Linked DNA regions of Mus musculus: region 1 is linked to region 2. The links are chromatin contacts, called in public promoter capture Hi-C maps. All regions are on one chromosome and are shown on one strand. The core of a region is the stretch at or near the end of the contact, and the rest is flanking DNA. Distances in the headings are between cores, read along the strand shown. Region 1 holds the start of Inpp4a (inositol polyphosphate-4-phosphatase, type I). Region 2 holds the start of Neurl3 (neuralized E3 ubiquitin protein ligase 3).

Evidence for each region. Promoter capture Hi-C pulls out the DNA fragments that hold promoters and counts their contacts.
Region 1: a promoter capture Hi-C map of liver shows a contact between it and region 2, with 2.2 times the contacts expected there. The contact joins the promoter of Inpp4a here to the promoter of Neurl3 in region 2. A contact is called at or near these places in 1 of 39 promoter capture datasets (liver) and 1 of 9 other capture datasets (liver).

What each region holds. Positions count from the first base shown.
Region 1 is chr1:37,298,474-37,301,823 of GRCm38.p6, reverse strand. It overlaps Inpp4a (inositol polyphosphate-4-phosphatase, type I), which reads right to left and starts at 1,986. Exons shown (of 26, transcript NM_030266.4): 1 at 1,706-1,986.
Region 2 is chr1:36,271,905-36,275,258 of GRCm38.p6, reverse strand. Neurl3 (neuralized E3 ubiquitin protein ligase 3) reads left to right here and starts at 1,834. Exons shown (of 4, transcript NM_153408.2): 1 at 1,834-1,921. The coding sequence starts at 1,894.

The DNA.
Region 1 (3,350 bases), core at 737-3,236, 1.0 Mb before region 2:
TGGAAAGAGTGAATAATTCTTTACCACACACTTTCTACTTCTCCAGGGTCAGGTCATTGATACAAAGCTTCTGTGTCATTTCCTTAAGGTGATTTTAGCCAACCAATATTGATTTTAACAGCAATACTACAAAGTATCCAGTTTCCAAAACAATGGAATAAACTATTACAATGTATCTCCTAAACCGAGTCTGCCTGGGGGCCTAAGCAGATTCTGAAAGGAACAGTAGCTAGACCAAGTCAAGTAGCTAAGGAAGGATGACAAATGTTCTCACTGTAGGAACACAGTCCTCTGGTTTCTCTGTATTTACCCAACATCCACTCCGGTAAGCCCAGTCTTTAAAGACGACCATCCTAGTGACTTTGACTCTTCTACATCATGTTGACAAGACACAGGGAACACACCTCCAGGCAACGGTGTTCACATGTAGTGCCACCCAGGAAACAGCATTTCAATCTCCTGATACCACCACAGGTACAGACCAATACACAGACCTCCTCGAATGAAAGAACTGAATTTTCGAAGAGAAACCTTTTGTCAAAGCAGTCCTCAAACAAGGGCCCTAGTCCAGATCCAAAGAAAAATTCCGTCTTCACCCAACAACCAGGCTAAGTAGGACAACCTATAGCTGTTCACTGCCTGACACTGGCAATTAGATTTCAAAACAAACGCAGCTAATGAGGTTCTGTTTACACCTCTTACTGATGAGGGTCTTGAGAACCTGAGTTAGCAAGTGACAAAACCTTCAGGATTCACACCCAGATCAACCAGCTGTGTGATGTCCCAGCCCTGTGATGTCCCCATTGTCCACACAACCCACCCGGGGAACAGGAGTGAACGAAGCAGAATATTACTGCAACACCCCAACTTCCGTACCACCCCACCCCCATCCCCTTGGCCCAGAGGCCCTAACTGGCAGGTGACAAATCACATTCTACTCTTAGGCAATCTCTCAACATCAAACACATTAAGAGGCAAAGATTTACAACGGCCAATACTTACTTCCTTCTTACCCAGAGAGACATTTTCATGAGCTGTCAAATCCAGGCAGGAGGAACCCACCATTATGTAATGTCAGAGGGCAGGAGAGAAGGGGCAAGAGAAACCAAGGCCCATCAACACTCCTTCCCTTCGCCCACAAAGATATATATTTGTGTCTGACATTTTGAGTGTTTCCGTGGCCTACACATTCATGACTGGCTTTGCAAAAGACGACCACGGATCCCTGCAAACCTCTCAGGCCTCAATTAGCTTATTAGGAAAGCCAGAAGAATATAAAATACATAAAGCAAAGGTGAGGGAGATCCTGTCCTGGCCGATGCGCGAACAGAAAATGCTCAAAGAGTTGCGAGGACGTAGAGTCCGTGTCTCCCACCAACATGTATGTTTATTTTTACCCGGTGTGTTGACACCCGAGATACCGCGAGGCCTTCAGCGTCGGATGCCTATGGGATACAGCAGAGATGCAGCCGGCGGGCGCGTTGTATAGCATCGCACGGCTCCCCGAGAAGCCCGCGGCAAGGGGACCGCAAGTCTAGGATCGCGCTCCAAAGACGCGGCCAGCGAACCGCTAGGCTGTACCACTGCCATGACAACCGCGGGCGCCACCGGGCCGGGTTCCCAGTGTCTCCAGCTCCCAGCCGCCCAGCCCACTCCGCTAAGCCCGGCACACCGGACCTGGCACGGCCCAGCTCGGCCCACCTACCTGGCGCGCCCCGGCCCGGACACTTGCTCAGCCTTGGCCTCTGTCCTCCAGGCCGCACACCCCGGCCTCGGCCCCGCTGGTTGCTGTCCGGTCCTGAAGACCGGCCGGGATTTGTTTCCTGGCCGCCTCACTCCGGCCGGTGGCGTCCACCCCAGACCCGAACCCGCCGTCCCCGCGCAGCCCGAATCCTGCCACCGCCTTCTCTCAGAACACAGCGCACAACCCCGCCCCGGTTCCGCCCCCTCACCGCGCATGCGCGCCCCACTCCCCGACCGCCGCCCTGCCCCCTCCCTCCCTGGCTCCGCCCCTAGGAAGCCGCACCTCCCAAAAGGTCACACCCTCTTATGTGACGTCACCCAGGAGTGGGAGTTTTTCCACCTTCACATGCCCTGAGGCTTCTGCCCAGAGAACAAGCGATTCTAGAAAAACGCTGGAGGTCGGAAGTGCAGGTGTAGCTGATCCATCACTCAGTGGGCGTGGCCACCAACAAACTGTAGTCTTTTGAACTTCCTTCCAGACCTAGTCTACCCAAAAGATAACGGACCTTAACACTTCCTCCTCAAAATTCTATTTTTCTATAGGGAAGAAGACCAATCAGGACTTTCGGAGATACATTTTTTTTTATTTTATTACTTATTTATTTCCACTGAGACAGGGGCTCCCTGCCTCTGATCGTTTTTAACTTTATTGTAACGTTAACATTTCTACCTGATGAGGGGAAACTTAAATGGACAAACAAAAACATTTTTCAGGTTTTTTTACACCTCATTTGTCTGGTTTTTTTTTTGCTTGTTCTGTTTCGTTTTGGGTTGTTTTTTTTTTTTTTTGAACAGGGTAATCCAGGTTGGTCACCCACTCACTAGCTGCCCTTCGTGTTATTCATGTTCCTGCCACTGCCTCCTAAAGGCTGAGAGTACAGGTATGCACCACCACACCCACTTTTATCTTCTAAAGAGTAACTTATTACCAAATGCTTATCTTTTATTAATCAGATGAAGGGGAGAAAATATTGATTGAACCTTAACCCTAAGGCCAAAAGCCAAAAAACTCAAACATGCTTAGAAAAATTAAAAATATTGTCCTTATTTCATCTTCTAAAATTCAAGTGACTGATATACCTGATTTTCTTACGGTAAAATTAATAGAAATCCCCCTTTCAATCTCAAAAGCATTCTCCTATGAGATAATAAATTTTATGGTCAGAGTCTTAATTTGCTTTCTCTCTTCCTGGGTTAAACCACTGGCCAAAAACGACTTGGAGAGGAAAAGGCTTATTTGGCTTACAGGCTACAAGTCCATGATCAGGCAGGAACTCAAGACAAAAACCTAGAGGCAGGAATGGAAGCAAAAGCCAGGAGCGAAAGTTACTTGTTGGTGTGCTCTCCATGGCCTGCTTAGCCTGCTATTTAGATAACTCAGGACCACCTGCCTGGGGTGGCACCACCCACATTAGGTCTTGCCCTTCCACATCAACCATTAAGAAAATGCCCCACAGGGTGCCTACATTGCAATTTGATCCAGGTATTTTCTCAACTGAGGTTCCCTCTTTTCAGATGATTCTAGCTTGTGTCCACCTAACAACAACAACAACAAAAAGCTAGCTTGCACAGCTGTGTTATTTATATTCAAGCTAAAGAGGGTTTTC
Region 2 (3,354 bases), core at 585-3,084:
ACTGTCAATTATAGTGAAGGTACTGGGGCAGAGGTGAGTGTGAAGGGATGGTGATGAACAGGGCGGGGCCTAGCAGGAACAGTCTGATCCAGTTCTCCCCCGCCCTGATGTCCACGGTAAGCAGGGCTTGAGGAGCTTGGGGCTGGCTTCATGGGAGAAAGGTGGGGGGCCTTCCTGTTTCTGCAACCCCCCAAATGTAGGGAGCCTGTTTAGAACGGCACATCCTGAATCCAGTCAGTGGGGTAGCTAAATTCACTTGGATGTGGGTGTCTTTGGCCTTGCCTTTGCCTTGCTGGCTGCTAGCCCGAGCAGGCTACAGGTCCTGTCTGGGGACCATACCACCTGCCTGCTGGTCTGCAGCTAGCCCAGTCATTTTCTAGAAAGGCTAAAACTGCAGAGCAGGCACCCTGATTGGGCACCACACACCTCTGTTAGGGGGATGTGGCTAATCAACAAGGATCTCTTGGCTCCAGCCCTGAGCAACCCAGCAAGGGAGGAGCATCCACAAGTGTCCAGAGACTGGTGTGCCTGCCAGGAGGTGCCAGGAGCCTGAACCTCTTAGACTGAGCCAGCCGGGGCATCGGGGGAACTGCAACCTTTAGAAGCCACAGGACTCCGGCCCAGGTGACTGGCACTGGCTCTAGAGCAGCTACCTGTGGTCTTGGCAGAAGTTATACATCTAGTGCAGTGACAAAGGGCGCTCAGCAAGGGTGTGGCCGGAAAAAGAAAGTCCAGGGGTTACAGCAATGTCTAAGGTAACCAGGGCTACACTGATAACACTCACCTTCCCCTGGCCACTTCTTCTCACTTAGGCACCACATGCTGGCTGGAAAAGGTCCCCAAACCAGAACATCAGACCTCAAGAAGAGGAAGGGATCTGCATAAGGTAATACAGCAGACACAACCTGGGTCTCCAGCCCTCTATTTCCCTCCTCAGTCGAACCGCCCCCGCCCCCCCCCCGCCCCCCCCGTCCTGTCTAGCTCACTGTCATTTCCAGGTGCTCCTGTTCCTTTCTTTCTTTTTTTTTTTTTAAAGATTTATTTATTATATGTAAGTACACTGTAGCTGTCTTCAGACACTCCAGAAGAGGGCATCAGATTTCGTTACAGATGGTTGTGAGGCACCATGTGGTTGCTGGGATTTGAACTCCGGACCTTCGGAAGAGCAGTCGGCGCTCTTAACCACTGAGCCATCTCGCCAGCCCCCCCCCCTCCCCGTTCCTTTCTTAAAGGGGCCACAGAAGTCACAGAATTGTGGCTTTGATCTGGAATCTCAAGAAAGACCTAATCTGGCGGGGAGGGGGGGTGGGGTGGGGGTGGGGTTGTAAGCCCCCAAACCAACCTTGCCACTGGGCGGCCTCACCTTCACAGGTCCTAGGATTTAGCTCAATCAGTTAACCTTCAGCAGCGCTGCGCACCTTCTCTATGTGGGGTTGGACACCATGCCGGCTGCTAATCAAAGTTCCTGCATGCTCTTGAAACTCCCAATGCCCAGATCTCATCCCAGACCAGGACCACCAAAGTCTTTGTTGGGGAGAGTGGGGGAGGGCGTGGCGGCGGCACGGGTGTTTACTAACATGCGATTATAATTCACAGACAAGGGCTGCTTAGAAGTCAAACAGAAAACCGTCTGCTGCAGCCACAGTTACAGCCCCTGCTTCCCTTCTTATCTCAGACCAGCCTGCTGCAGCAGCAGTCCACTGTGAGCCACGAGAGGTCATGGGGAAAGTCCCGGATATCGTCATGCGTGACAGCATCTAATTAATCAACAACTCTGTAACGTGAGCTCCAGCCTATAAAAGGGGAACCTTCCGGAGTCTTGTAACCCTGACCACTGGCCTTCACAGACATCTTCAGACCCAGGGACTTGTGCCCCAGGAGGAGCTCAGGCTGATGGGTTCTCTCCTCAGCCCTGAGGCCAGTAAGTAGATTTCCCGTATGCCTTGAGCTGGCTTCTGGAGTCCTGACTGCATGGAGTACAGGTGGGAGGTCTGGAAAGGGGAGATCAGAGACTTCATTGGCTCCTAGAGTGGGTTTCTCCATGGTCTGGGCTGCGCGAGGGCGAGAGCTTCCTGCCTTCCCAGGAACCCAGCAGAAGCGGGGTGTCTGGTCCAAGATGGCTGCGGAGATACACACCCCTCCTTCCCACCCACTACCTGTAAGCAGTCTTTATCTAGGAACTGGATAAGGGAGAATCAAGGCTGGGGTGGGGAAAAGGGGAGAGCTTAGGAGGCCGGTGGAAAAACGAGGGATTTCAGCCTTGCCAAATTGTCGGTGGCAATGTGGACAAGTCATTTTTGTCCCTGGACTCTTGGTTTTTTTCTCGTCTGAAGGTTGGGACTATGCCACCACCCTGCTGTCCTTTAGGACTCCAAATGTAGATATCTAAATAGTAATGAGATAAGAAGTTTCTCTGAGACACCAGTACCTGTGGTCACGTGTCCCCTTAGCAGAGGGGCCTGGTGAGTGAGCAGGAAATAGCATGCCACCCCTTAGAACAGAGACGGGGACCAGGCACCCTAGACCTGCCCCCCCAAGCCAATCAGTGCCCCTGTGTAGGGCCCTTGGCAAGCACCCAAGGCTTGCTCACAGTGGGCGGCCACGCCCAGAGCCACCTCTGCTGTGGCAGCTGTGTTTGGATTCAAGGCAGGGCAGTAACAATGCCAAAAGGGATGGGGTATAACAGGTACAGATGTGGGGGGGGGGGAGTGGGAGAGGGAGAGGAGGGAGGAGGGAGTGGGAGAGGGAGAGGGACTGAAACTGTGTAGCTGAGCCCACAGTCTCCTTGGGGCTGGGAGGACAGGAAGGGACCTTTCTTGAGCTTCCCCAAGCTCTGCATGCTGGGGTGCAGAGGGGAGAACAGGATTCTGCAAAGGGCTGACTGGGTGCCTGGCATCCCAAAGACCTTGATGCTGAAGGTGCTGGCAGTTAGGAGGCCATCACGGAGCAGGTGGCTGAGCATCCATCACTAAAATCCCCAGAGCCTTGCAGCAGAGACTATAATTTGTCTTCATCTGCCCAGGCCTGGAGATGACCCTACAGACATGGCTGGCCTGTCCCAACTTCCTAGCAGTCTAGATCCAGGCCAGCCTCCGTCAGTGGGTAGCACAAAGGTGGGGGTCACTGGAGAAGGACTACCTCTCTATTGTATGGAACCTCAGGACCTGGCTTAAAAATGGGGTCTAGAACAGGAATTCTCTAGTTCTTGATAGACAGTACTCTGAACCCTGTGCCAACCCTGCCAACCAGGACACACCCAATTAGAGAGCCACGTTTAGCTTGTGCCCACCTCTGCCATAGCCCAGCCCAGCAGTGGGGTCTGTCAGGTTGCTCAGTCAAAGGGCCAAGATGCCT